Regions from separate parts of the Arachis hypogaea genome. Here region 1 is linked to region 2. Evidence: chromatin contacts called from public Hi-C data. All regions are on one chromosome and are shown on one strand. Each heading gives the region's core, a stretch centred on a gene start, on an enhancer-like site or on the middle of the called end of the contact. The rest is flanking DNA. Distances are from core to core; before and after follow the strand shown.

The links. A called contact is a pair of places that touch in the nucleus more often than the background predicts.
Region 1: a Hi-C map of leaf shows a contact between it and region 2, with 4 times the contacts expected there. The contact joins the promoter of LOC112789942 here to the enhancer-like site in region 2. A contact is called at or near these places in 3 of 8 Hi-C or Micro-C datasets (leaf and an unstated tissue).

What each region holds. Positions count from the first base shown.
Region 1 is chr3:25,192,209-25,198,396 of arahy.Tifrunner.gnm2.J5K5, reverse strand. LOC112789942 (putative multidrug resistance protein) reads right to left here and starts at 3,257. Exons shown (of 7, transcript XM_025832121.3): 1 at 2,059-3,257; 2 at 1,495-1,549; 3 at 1,196-1,383; 4 at 131-588. The coding sequence starts at 2,238. It overlaps LOC112789943, which reads right to left. Exons shown (of 7, transcript XR_011879645.1): 6 at 5,995-6,060; 7 at 3,273-3,488.
Region 2 is chr3:25,083,828-25,090,160 of arahy.Tifrunner.gnm2.J5K5, reverse strand. LOC112789939 (protein MICRORCHIDIA 6) reads right to left here. Exons shown (of 19, transcript XM_025832119.3): 10 at 6,281-6,333; 11 at 6,048-6,194; 12 at 5,746-5,838; 13 at 4,837-4,888; 14 at 4,622-4,733; 15 at 4,321-4,478; 16 at 4,136-4,242; 17 at 3,912-3,991; 18 at 3,653-3,695; 19 at 2,917-3,343. The coding sequence ends at 3,254. Among protein-coding and RNA genes, the nearest start is that of LOC112789939, 18 kb to the right of the region's middle. Within about 2 kb of position 2,425, at least 2 of the 3 cell types and tissues checked have open chromatin away from gene starts, as enhancers often do.

The sequences.
Region 1 (6,188 bases), core at 2,008-4,507, 110 kb before region 2:
TCCCATATTATGGTAAAATTCTAAAAAAATCCAATATTTTTTAATTAAAAAAATGTCCCCATAAATAAAAAAATTTGCCACATAAAAATGTAATGTAAAACAAGAATTAGAAAAGGGGAAAACCACTTACAGCCCTCCCATGAGTACATTGAAGCCAGCCACAAAAACATGACCACCCTTTTCTCCTTTTTCAGTGATAAGAATGGTTCCAACCCAAGCCTGAAAACCCCAACTTATATAAATAACTCCCATGCTCCCTAACATCAACCCTTTTGCAAAACCTTGCTTTATTCCTAACTCCATGGTTTTCTGAAGGGCACTGCTGAATTTGTTCAGAGTTTGGTTTTCCCCAACATAGGAATAAACAGTTCTTATTGAAGATATTGCTTGCTCTGCAATCCCACCAGCAACACCATAAGACTCAATCATTTTCATTGTCACATCCAACATCATCTTCCCAAACATGAGAGCTGGGACTATGAACATGAGGGAGAGTGGTATGGCTGCAAGTGTGAGTCTCCATGAAAGCACAAATGCAAAGATGTGGCAGAAAAAGAATGTTGACATGTATGTCAAGCAGTCTGGTATCTACACACACACACACACAAAGTTCTAAATTAGTGTATGCATAAAGAATAAAAATAAAGGAAATTTCTTTTCAAACTCTTGGAAAATATCTATTGAAAGGATTCTAAACTAACAAATCTCTAACCATTTTTTTGTAAGGAGACATAAATTTTTAACTAAAATTAAATATTTATAGGTCCCAAATCATTAAAAAAAAGTTAAGATACATAGATCTTTTTGTTGACTAATCAAAGAATTTATATATTTCAAAAAAGAATTTATGTCGTATTTTATTTTTACTATGTAAAGGACCTATAAATATTTAATTTTAGTTAGATACTTATATATCTTTATGAATAATAGTCAAAGATTTATTTATCCTTTAATCTTTTGTTTTATAAAAAAAAAAGGAGACATATTATTAATCCTTCTCTACATGTATAAATTTTTAAATAATGAAAGATGAATTTATCATTTTTTTTTCAAATATGGAAAAATAAATCTGTTTTCATACTTTTTGTTAAGAAACGATTGAGGGTTGACTTTAAATATATGTGATGATAAAAATAGCAGAGAAAGCAAGTTTAGTTTGGGGAAAGCATAATAGATCAGAAGTTAATAGTGAAACCTTCTCACACAAGGCAACTTGGATGGTATTGGCATCCGAGGAGATGAGTGAGACAACTTGGTAAGTTGTTGAAGTACCAGCTGTCTGGCTATCAAAGAATCCAATTTCTTGTCTCAGCACTGATTTCAAATATTCCATTCTCATTCTTGAAGCCTGTCTCTCTGCAGTTCTTGCCCAACACATTCCTTCTGCAGTCGCATAAAGCAAAATAGATAGCTGGAATTATTATCTTTAACTTCCAAATTGAATTATGCTTTGCAAAATCAAGGTAACTGTGAATTCTGAATTATGCAGCTTACCTACAAAAGCTGAAAGTCCAACACCAATTGCAACTAATAAAAGCCTCAATGCATACTGAAATTAAAACAAATAAATAATAAGGCGAAGTCAGGAAATATCAAAAGTTGTTGCCTAATCATATTCCTAAAAATCAAAATTTTCGGAATAAAGGATAAGAAAAATAAACTCTACTTTTTCGTATAAAATTTTAATACTATATCGTGATTTCTCTACATCAATATTTCATGCTATTGAACAAAGATATATAAATTGTTTTATATCTGTCATAAAATTATTTGTCCCACATACTTAAACTGATAGAAGAAAGCCTTATGCTGAAATTCTTTTTTTTTTTAGATCAATGAAGAGCTAATGAAAAAAAAAATTGTTTCTTGAATTTCTCACAAGAAAAATGTAAGTTCTAAATTGAATAAATGCTAAGAGATTAACAAAAAGCAATTTCCTAAAAAGGTGCATATTACATTAGAATAGATGAAGCATATCACATAAAGATTTAAATATATGTATGGCAAAAGAGAATAATTATATATAGATTATTTAAATTTAAATGAACAAGCTCTCACCTTGTTCACATCATGCATACCCAATTTGGTATTCTTGTCTCCATAAGCATTGATAACATCACTAAGAATATACATCATAAGAGGGTTCTGCAATCCATCACCAATGCTTCCGATGGTCCCAAACAACATTAACAACTTGTCCACACCATCGGCATAACGAAACATGCTATTGTTCCCCATTATTGCTACCTTCACTTGATGCTCTCTTTGGAGAGAATGAAATGAAAGATATATACCCTATTTTTTATTTTTTTCCCCCTCTACTAGAGATTTATTAAGCTACATATGTCACTAATGCACTAAAATATATACTTGAAAAAGATTTATATATGCTTGGTCAGATTCTTAGTTAAATAGATGAGTATGGACTAACAAATGGCTCTTGTTGTTGTCATTTTAGAAACAAGGCCGTTTGATAAAACATGGACATAGAGTGAAAATGGCCGCCGGGCAAATATATTTTATTCAAAATTTAGTTATTTTATTTTAACTATAATCATTTTTGTGCCTATATACATAACAATTTAACTTTCTCATGAAAATGATTTAACAAGATATTAGAAATTTTTCGCCAATAAGTTTAGAATTTGATCTTATTACTTTATTCCTCTAAATGAAAGTTGATTTTTGTACAAGATAAAAAATGAATCTATACATCAATTATATAATTCTTCAACAAAGAAAAGAAAAAGCTGTTAAACTCTTCAAATATAAAATATTCATGTCATTTTTTAATTACCATGATATTGATACATTGTCTGTGTAACTTTGTATGGTTGGTTGTTTAATATCGTGGTTCTAGACATAGTTAATTTAGCCAGATGCATTAATTTTATTCCATGGGCTCTTTTGTATTTTGTCATCTTCAGGTTATATAGACTTGCAGAGAATGATTCCTTTGTTAACTGTCAGATAATGAGTGTGGCCAATTGAAACTAGTAAAAAATGTTTTGCCAACTTAGGAAGGCAATAATCATTCGATATTTCTAAGGCGTTTTAATTTGTATTATCATGTATTATGTAGGGCCAAAGTCACATTAGGGATTCAAACATAATTTTATCTTTCTTTTTTTTGTTAATTCTCAATCAGTACGGCTTCATTCCATATCAATATAAATTAATATACATGTATAATAATAAAATAAATCAGTGTAAAATAAATATTGTCATATAAATAAAATTATACTGTTTGAGTCGACTAATTGTTATTTCAAAAGTTATTAATATAATAAATCTTTATTAGATGACAATGTATCATATCAAAATTAAATTCTTTAATCAGTAATGTAAGTGTCATATTTTGTCATGGATAGTTACTTCAATCTCTGATTTTTTTTTTTTTTATAGTTTTTGCCACTTGTAAGGATTAAGGAACCGAATTGTAATTATCTAACCTGGCAGTTTATAATGTGTATTGCTGCCGGCCACACCTAACAAGAAAAGCCTGTGAGAGATTGAGACAATCTTTGTTGCATCAACTTGATTTGGTCATAGGCGAAGTTTAATTCTGGATTATTATTTAGTATATTGTCTGGTATATATGTTCGTTCAGTACAATAAGAATTTGAATTTGCACTTTATTCCGCTTAGCATAGACTTCTCACTTTTTAAATATTTGTGATGATGGATGCATAAGCTTTCTATTTAACCTTTAAGCTACACAGAAGGATCTGGTTTTCATTATTTATTTATTTATTTAGTTTTGGTGTAGAATGTGTCATTTTGTTCTGAGGTTACTATGGTTCGGTTATCATTGGCATCCACAGCAAGTCTTGTTGGACAGAGAAAATAAATATATCATAAAAATAAAATCAGTTTAATTTAATATTTTCAACATAAAAATATTTTTGCATGATCTTCTAATATGTCAATCTGGGAGATTTTTACCAAGTTAGTGAGAGAAATTTGTCTGTATACAAAGTTAATCTATCTAATGTAAAGTAAATTAATTTTGACTCTTTCTTGTAAAAGTTAATATATAACCCAGTCTCGTGTATATGTCACTTTTGTTCAGATAATAAAGCTAATATTCAATTACTATTATCAATGAGGTAAAGATAATATATGATTGAAAAACAAAAATAATGAGTGATTACATAATATTTGTAATCAACCAACTTGGTTCATCAAGTAGTCAGCTCACTCGACTGTTTAAATAAGTGTCGAGAGTTCAAATCCTGTCTTGTGCATGTAATAACTCATTGGCCAATGACAAATCTTTAAATGGAGCTCAGACCACCACAATTAGTCCTTGACCAGTTAACCTATCTGATTAGGTAATAGTGTGAGAAACCAAAAAAAAAATATTTTTAATAAAGTTGAACCAAATACCTTTAACTTCTTTTTTCTTTTTAACCTTTAGTGGCGAGCTCCTAGTTGAATCTCTAGTTGAATCTTTTAAATTATGCATCTTCTCCTCCTAGTCTCCTACTATTAATTTGGATTAGAAATTAATTGTATTAAAAATTATAACTTAATTTTAATGCACTATCAGTATAAAGTAGTTTTACACATGCATTCAATTACGTAACGACTGCACGACTGTGTAAAACGCTTTACACTGTTAGTGCATCAAAATTAAACTCTAAACATTAATATCTAAAATTAATACTTGAGGTTTAAGCAAGTAATTGTATTAGAAGTTAGTATTTGAATTTTATTATAAAAGACTAAAATTTGTGCAGAATTCATTTTAAGAGACTAACCAACTTTTTTTTACATTAATTTTAAAGAGAAAAAAATGTCTTTGTAGTTCAAAAATGCCCTCGTTGATTGTATTAAAAATTGAAAACCCGATATAATTTTAAAAAGACAAAAATATTCTTGTAATTAATATTTAAAGTACTAAAATACTCTTTAATTGTTAGCATGATCCTATAGGATTAATTAAATTTGTTTGATTATATCAGAAATTAAAAATTTTAATCTAATATTAAAAATACTAAACCCTTATACAATATTTAAAAAAAAAACCCTTATACAATTATACTTAACCTTTAAACTAAAATATTTTTAGAATTAGACCAAAATATTTTTTATAATAAAGGTTATTTAATTATATTAGAAATTATAAATTAAATTAAAAAAAAAACTAAAATACCACTATAATTATATGGTAGACTTATATTTCTTTATTGATTTATTAAAAAAACATTAGATCATAGTATGACTTTTTTTAAAAAGAAAGAAAGAGATTGCTCAGACTCAATGATCCATACAAGTAATAAAAATTATCGATTTGTGCAGACAAAATTTTGCGTGTAAAGGTGTAATTTGTTATCCACGTTACCAAACTTTGGGTGCTTGTGATAAAAATTGGGTTCATAATTCATATGATAACAAGTTTAGAAATCCATATTTACGAGAGATCCCCAACAGTATCGCCATTTTCATTACCAACCATGGTCCTTTAAGCATCCAAAGATACTTTCACCATAGTAGAAAGCTCCCTCCTTCAAAAAGTATAAAACAGCTTCCAAAAAAACACTTATCTTATAAAATTATTTTTAATTTTAAATGATTATTAAGATAGAAATTTTAAACTCCTACAATATAAATACAGGTTGTAAAAGACCATTAAAGAAAATTTGTATTACCCTTGTGGCTTGAGCTAATGTAATTAAACAATCATTGGTTCTCCTAAAATTTAAGTTGATTTATCTCTATGGTTGCACTTTTATACTTTCAGTAAACATTTTTCTCAAAAACCTCAAAATGCTACGAATCAAAATGACAAATTACCACTGACAACCAGACAAAACGGGCACTAAAGTCTTTTTATAATTTAAGTTATATAATATTTTTTTATTTTTTTTATATTATTCGATAGTATTTTATAAAATAGGACACTAATCTCCTTATAAACATGACTTTGACCTCTCTCCTGAGAATATTTATGTAGGCTTGATAAATTAAGACGTGTTGTGTATCACTAACCTGGGACGAGTTCATGTGTCCTTAAAAAGATGTTTGCTAATCTTTATTTTCTTAAGCATGAAGCATCTGCATCAAGCAAATGGCAATAAAAAATGAAGAAGAAAATAAGAACTATTTTTCAAGTATAGGATCTCTCAGATATAAGTAATTAAGGATAGATTGCAGTACTCTGTCAATGTCAATTTCAGTTAATC
Region 2 (6,333 bases), core at 1,176-3,675:
TCTTCTGCTACGAACCCGCCGACAATGACATAGACATGTCTTTCAGGAGTGTTGGTTGGTTGCCCTAGTTTTTTTCTATCCTCCTATTCATGCTTCCTTTTGTTGGTTTCACCTGATCTTCCAACAAGATATTTGTCCAACTTTTCTTCTCTGGTTAGCTTTCCTAACACATTTTTCAAATCGTAGCAGTCGTTTGTGGAGTGACCATAAATACGACGATACTCATAATAGTCTGAACGATTTTCTCTTTTTCCTCTGAATTGGCCTTGGTGGTAGTATCTTTTTCAGTGTGGTATATCTCCCTGTAAATATCTACCAAAGACACGTACAAAGGAGTGTTAGAGTGGTACATTATGGGTCTATTCAAATTGTCTCCTTCTTTCTTCCTTTGATCCTTCTTTTTATCTCGGGCCTAGTGTGTATTGTCCCATTCGTTTGTATGCTTTCTTATTTGAGTAGTTTATTCCATATTGATATATTTTTCAACCCGTTATCGTACCTCGTATAAAAAGGTTTTGTGCTTCTTCGATATGGACTATTAATAAGTCCCATAATGGCTGTTTAGTAGGTAGATTTTTAATTTTTAAATAATCCTTATTAAAGTTCTTTATGCAAGCTCTAAAGGTATTTCCAACTTTTTGTTTGACACCTACGAGGCTCAGAGCACATTTTACCTTATTTTTTTAAATTGAAAAACGTATGAGGAAGTTTTTTGCCAAGTCGTGAAAGCAGGTGACCGGCCTAGGCGGAAGGTCATTGAACCACTTCATGGTAGATTTGGTCAAAGTGGTCGAAAAGGCCTTGCATCGAGTTGCGTCAAACATATCTGTCAGGTACATATGACTTTTAAAATTGTTTAAGTGATGTCAAGGGTTCGAAGTTCCATCATAAAGATTCATATTCGGGCACTTAAAGTTCCTAAGAACTTTAGCCTGCATTAGAGCTGGGTATGCAGGTCATGATCTGTGGGTCAACTCATTTAATTCGCAATTTGCATCATTTAAATCCGTAATTTTTTTTATCCAATTTTAATGGGTTTTTCAATCCATACCATTTAACTCATGGGTTAAATGGGTTGAACCCGCAGTTTAGCAGGCCAACCCATTAGCCCACTTTAGATATATATAATATTAACAAAAATATATTTATATGGGCTAAAAGTTAATAATCCATTTAAAACTTATTTTTTTCACCTTAGTATTTATTTTTTAATTCTTTATTTAGACTTAAAATTGACATAAATATCAATTTATTGCTATGCAAGATTTATGTCTTTTTTATGGCCATTTCCTTGTCAATTTTTTAGTCCTACCTCATGAATTTGATAATAGCAATGCAAAAAAAAAAGTGACAGAGAAAATAATTTGTGATTTTGGCTAGCCCGCAAAACTGTGGATCAATGCAGTGCAGACACGGGCCTCTCTCAAAGCAATCCATATATAATCGTAGTTCAACTCCTTTGGGAACTGAAGATCCCTTTTTGGAAGATATCATGCTGGCTATATACTGCGAGCTGATTCAGTTCGGTCCGTTTATATTTAGCCAGTTGTGGTCTAGGTTAAACGGATCGGGCTGGCCCGTATACCCACCTCTAGCAAGCATGATATCTTCCGAAAAGGGATCTTCAGTTCCTAAACAAGTTGAATTACGATCTTCACGACGTCTTTAGCCTTTGAGGTCGAATTCGAACCTCTTCAATTTTTATTCAAGCTTTCTACAACTTCGTAATTCTCTCTGAAGGAGTCATTTAGACTCAAGATGTCACTCTAACTCGACCTCCAGCTATTCCAAACAGCCTTGATGACCATGAACCAATACCATTATCTCCGTTGCGTTTCTATTCCCTGTTCCTTCAGGGGTGTGAATTTGGGAATCTATCCTTCGTCCTCCTAGGTCCGCTTTGTCTCTTTCCTCCTCAGCATCCTTCCATCTTTTCGAATTTTGGATATAAAGGGTGCTCTATCATTATCGAGATGACCTCCGCTATGGGAGTCTGAATCTGGCGATATACGTCCATCTTCTAGATGAACATGTGCCATGGTTGGTGTAGACTTTTAAGTCCCCGACAACAACGACAATATTCTGTATGGTTACTTTGAACCAATTGGATGTGGACCTAGACGAAAGGTTCAGACTCCATTTGACGAATATTCCAACTTATTCACCAAATAAGAAATCTGTAAAAGACTTCGATTTTTAATTTAGCAAGAGTTTTAGGTAAGTTCAAGTAAATTGAAATTAAAAAAATACATGAGTTAAATGAGTATTTATAGAAATAGGGTAGTAACCTAGCCTCAGCCCCATATCTTCCCATCTTGTGATGGTGGATAGTTACTTTGATATTAAGAGAGTTATCGCATATTAGAGTAGTGACTGAGCTGTAGAGGGTTTCTGAGTTATCGCATATTAGAGTAGTGACTGAGCTGTAGAGGGTTTCTAATGACCTGACTGGGCTTTAGTTGCCATGCAAGTCAAGTCAAACATTATTTAGAGATCCCGTGGCCCGAACAAATTGGGCAAACTAAGCCAAATGTTTTTTGGTCACTTCTAAAATGATCCATTGATGTTGTGGGCTTTTTTAGAAAGCGGGCTAGTTTATTTGTTTTATACGAAAAGAACCTAATTACAAAATTAAAAACAATATATAAAGCCAATTAAAAAGAAAAAAAAATATAAATACCTAACTATAAATTTAATAAAATTATAAAAAATAATTAAATAATTAAAGTATATTTTACATATCCACAAATATAAAATTTAATAGTATAACTGTATTTACAAAATTATCTTTTATTTAAGAAAAATATTGTTAAAATATTAAATTATTTCCATATTTCATGAAATTTCATTCCATTCATCTTTACGTTGGCTCAAGTCAATAAATATTTGTTCAAATATTAAAGAAGACCATAGAGAGACGAAAAGATTGCCTTGCTCATTTCACAAATAATGGTTTATCATGTTACATGTATACAGAAGAGAAAAATCTTAAGCTTTTGTGGCTAAATTTCTTAACTTACCAAAAAACCCCTGATGTTACAAACCTTGAAATGAAGACTAACCAAGGCATATAAACCAAACTAGCTTACAGCATTGACCACTATGCCCCTCCAAAAACCAAAATTGGCTAGCTACACACCTACCTAGCGTGTGAAAGTGAAACTATACATATGGTACAACACTAGTACAAATAAAAGAATTTGAGCACTGCCAATTGTTACAGCTACACCTACAACTACTACTACAAGTAGTACTAATCTTTCACATCTAGCAGTTGTAGTTGAGCCAATAGTAGATTATGCTGCCCTCTGGCTTCTTCTATTTTACTTCTAAGATCTGTTACCTGTAAAATCATAAACCATTTTTTTCGTAGGTCACAGAAGCCAAAACAACTGAACTACTTCATTCTATGCAGTTAATAGAGAATATCTAATTTAACAAACTTCAATTGCATCAGGCAACTGTGTTTAGTAAGTATCTTGGGATATAAGTTACAAATATAGAGATATCGAGACAATGGACATAAAGACTAGGTTCCAGGGCTTGAACATGTAACCTTGAAGTCACACAGAGACAACTCGACCATTGCTCTAAGGCTCTCCTTCAAGGATAATAGTATATATTATGAATAAAATTAGACAGTGCAGATTACCTTAAGATTAAGTTCTTCTTGTATCTTTTCAGATTCCAAACATCTGCAGGGTAAAGATTTAAAAGCATATCAATATATAACTATATTAAAACTCCATTGTGAAAATCAAATTGAAAAAATGGGATAAAAATAGAATGGAGGTTGTATTGGACTGCAAGAATTGATCAAGAATCAAGAAAATCTAAGTTGCTGAGCAACAGCATCCCACGCGATCAAGACCGTTGCTGTTGTGGTAAACACGAAACAGAAGTATACTCACTTTGTCCGTAGTTTCTGGTTTTCTTCCAATAATATTAAGGTCTCTTGGTCTAGCATCTGCTCCGCAGGAGACGGAATAACCTACCATCAAACACACAGGCAGAAGTTGCCATCAGAATACTGAAGTTATCAAAATTGGAGGAATATGGTTTTCAATAAATACATATCATATACATATGAACAAGATGGACCAATTTCAACATAACAAACGAAGTTACTACCGACCTGCATATTCTGAGATAAGCCAACACCTTTAATATTCTCTTCCTTTGCATGCTTTTTCGAATTATGGAGGTCTACCGATTCATATATCTTCCTCTTGTTATTAGATCCTGAACCAAGTCAGGATATACAAATTAGATTACATTAAGATAGTGACGCAGAATCTTGATTATCACATAAGCAGTTACCTTGCTCAGATGTGTTTCGCATGGTTCTCTTGCGTAGTTCAGCATTTTCATTTGCTGCTTTAGCATCAACAGAGTAGGAACTTCTATTGAGTTCGGCTTGTTTCGCTTTAGGAACTGGATATTTTTCGCGATACCCGAGCAATCTACAATGCACGTCCCTACATAAATTTTAAGAGTCCTAGTCATCTCAGATATCAATGCTTAAAAATCGTTAAAACTAGTATTAGCATTTTACATAGTTACTATTTACTCTGTTATTTTCCTGGATAATCATGAATTTTAACACAAGCATAAACACTACCAGTATTCCCATGTCATTTCCTTCAACCGTGCTTCAAGCTTTTGAAACAAAGAAGTTTTCTCAAAATCTTGCTTATTATGAGTTGGCTCAACAAAATCCGCTTGCAGGATACCTAATACAAGATCAACATAATTTATTATGTAGCATATTATGACGACTCGGTGTGTCTCGATAATTGAAAAGAACTTGACACCGCATGGAGATGTTTTACTTACCAACAACTCCTCTGCCTCTACTGTCTAAATAGTTCACAACCTGCCAAAATGGCTGATATTGAAAAGTAGCAATTGTATTAGAGAGAGAAGAGAAAAGCTAGATAATAACTATATGCTACAAACTGGCATGATTTGTCAATGAACCTACATAAGAATTTATTCAAAAGAGAAAGACAAAAGACAACAATGAAGAGCATGACATGACATGACTTGTAATTTCTAATTTCTACATTAGTCTCCATATAGCAGCAGCCAAATTTTTGTCATGATAAAATTGATCTATTTTTAAAAATAGGAGTTTTAGTAAAATGAAAGCTAGGACCATTTGTGGACCAGATAGCAAATAACCAACATCTAGCCTATTTTATTTCACCCCAAACCATGGAGGCTAACTCCAAAAATTAGTTCAGCGAGTTAGCACAACATATCCAACATTCATAAAAGAATTGGTAAAAGATTCCATAAGGAAATCACAACAGAGAAGTATATGAACAAATGTGAAACAATTTGGAGTAACTGAGTAAGCACCACATTACACACACTAGTATTAAGGGAAAGAAACTCATGCCCTTTGAAAAGTGTACAGCATGTTAACAGTGTTAATTTTAGGTTGAATCAATATACAACTAATAAGTTAAAAAAATTGTGTATTGATCTTCCATTTCCATTATATCATGCACATAGCTATAACTGTATTCAGCTACACTACGAATATTGAAGACTTAATCTTAATGCTTTTTGTGTACTGCTCAAAGTACTTTTTCCCTTGTTTCCTTAACTATAAATACAAGTTAATAATAATAAAATATGATGTTATTTAGCTCTTATGCACTATAAGAAAATCATTAACTGTTTAACACCATAGAATGGTTAACAACCACTGTTATAACATTTAGGGCGATAATTTACCAGTATTAGCCGACTTTTGTGATATACATTGAAACCGTGCATAATGACTCGAGGAGCTTCCTTAAGGAATCCAACTGTTGTCACAACTGTTGCCTACACATTGAGCCCCAAAAAAGAAATTAAATTATAAAAAAAAGTTGAGTAAATTGAAACAGTATGTTGTAATTGAAATTACCATTCATAAGTTTTAAATTTAGCTGAGACCTTTCATTTCCCTTAACTTTCTATTAGTTTTGTATTTAATATTAAGATAACTTTTATCCCTCAAATAATATTAAGACAGTCAAAAGTAAGATAATAACCTCCACGGTTCCACCAACTTGTGGTTTATACAAGATAAATTCAGGATATTTAAGATCATCAGCAATGTTATGTGGCTGCACAACTATGCCTCTCAAAAACATATGAAAAGTTTCTGGTATCCGCAAGTACAATATTGACATATAAACCTGCAAAACATGAGAATATTAGACCAATAAATTCACCCTTTTACATGGCCACACAAGCATAAGAATAATTTCAAAGTCCAGCATACACGTAAACAGAAACGGAACCGATGAGCAATATGTTTCTCATTTGCTTCCCGCC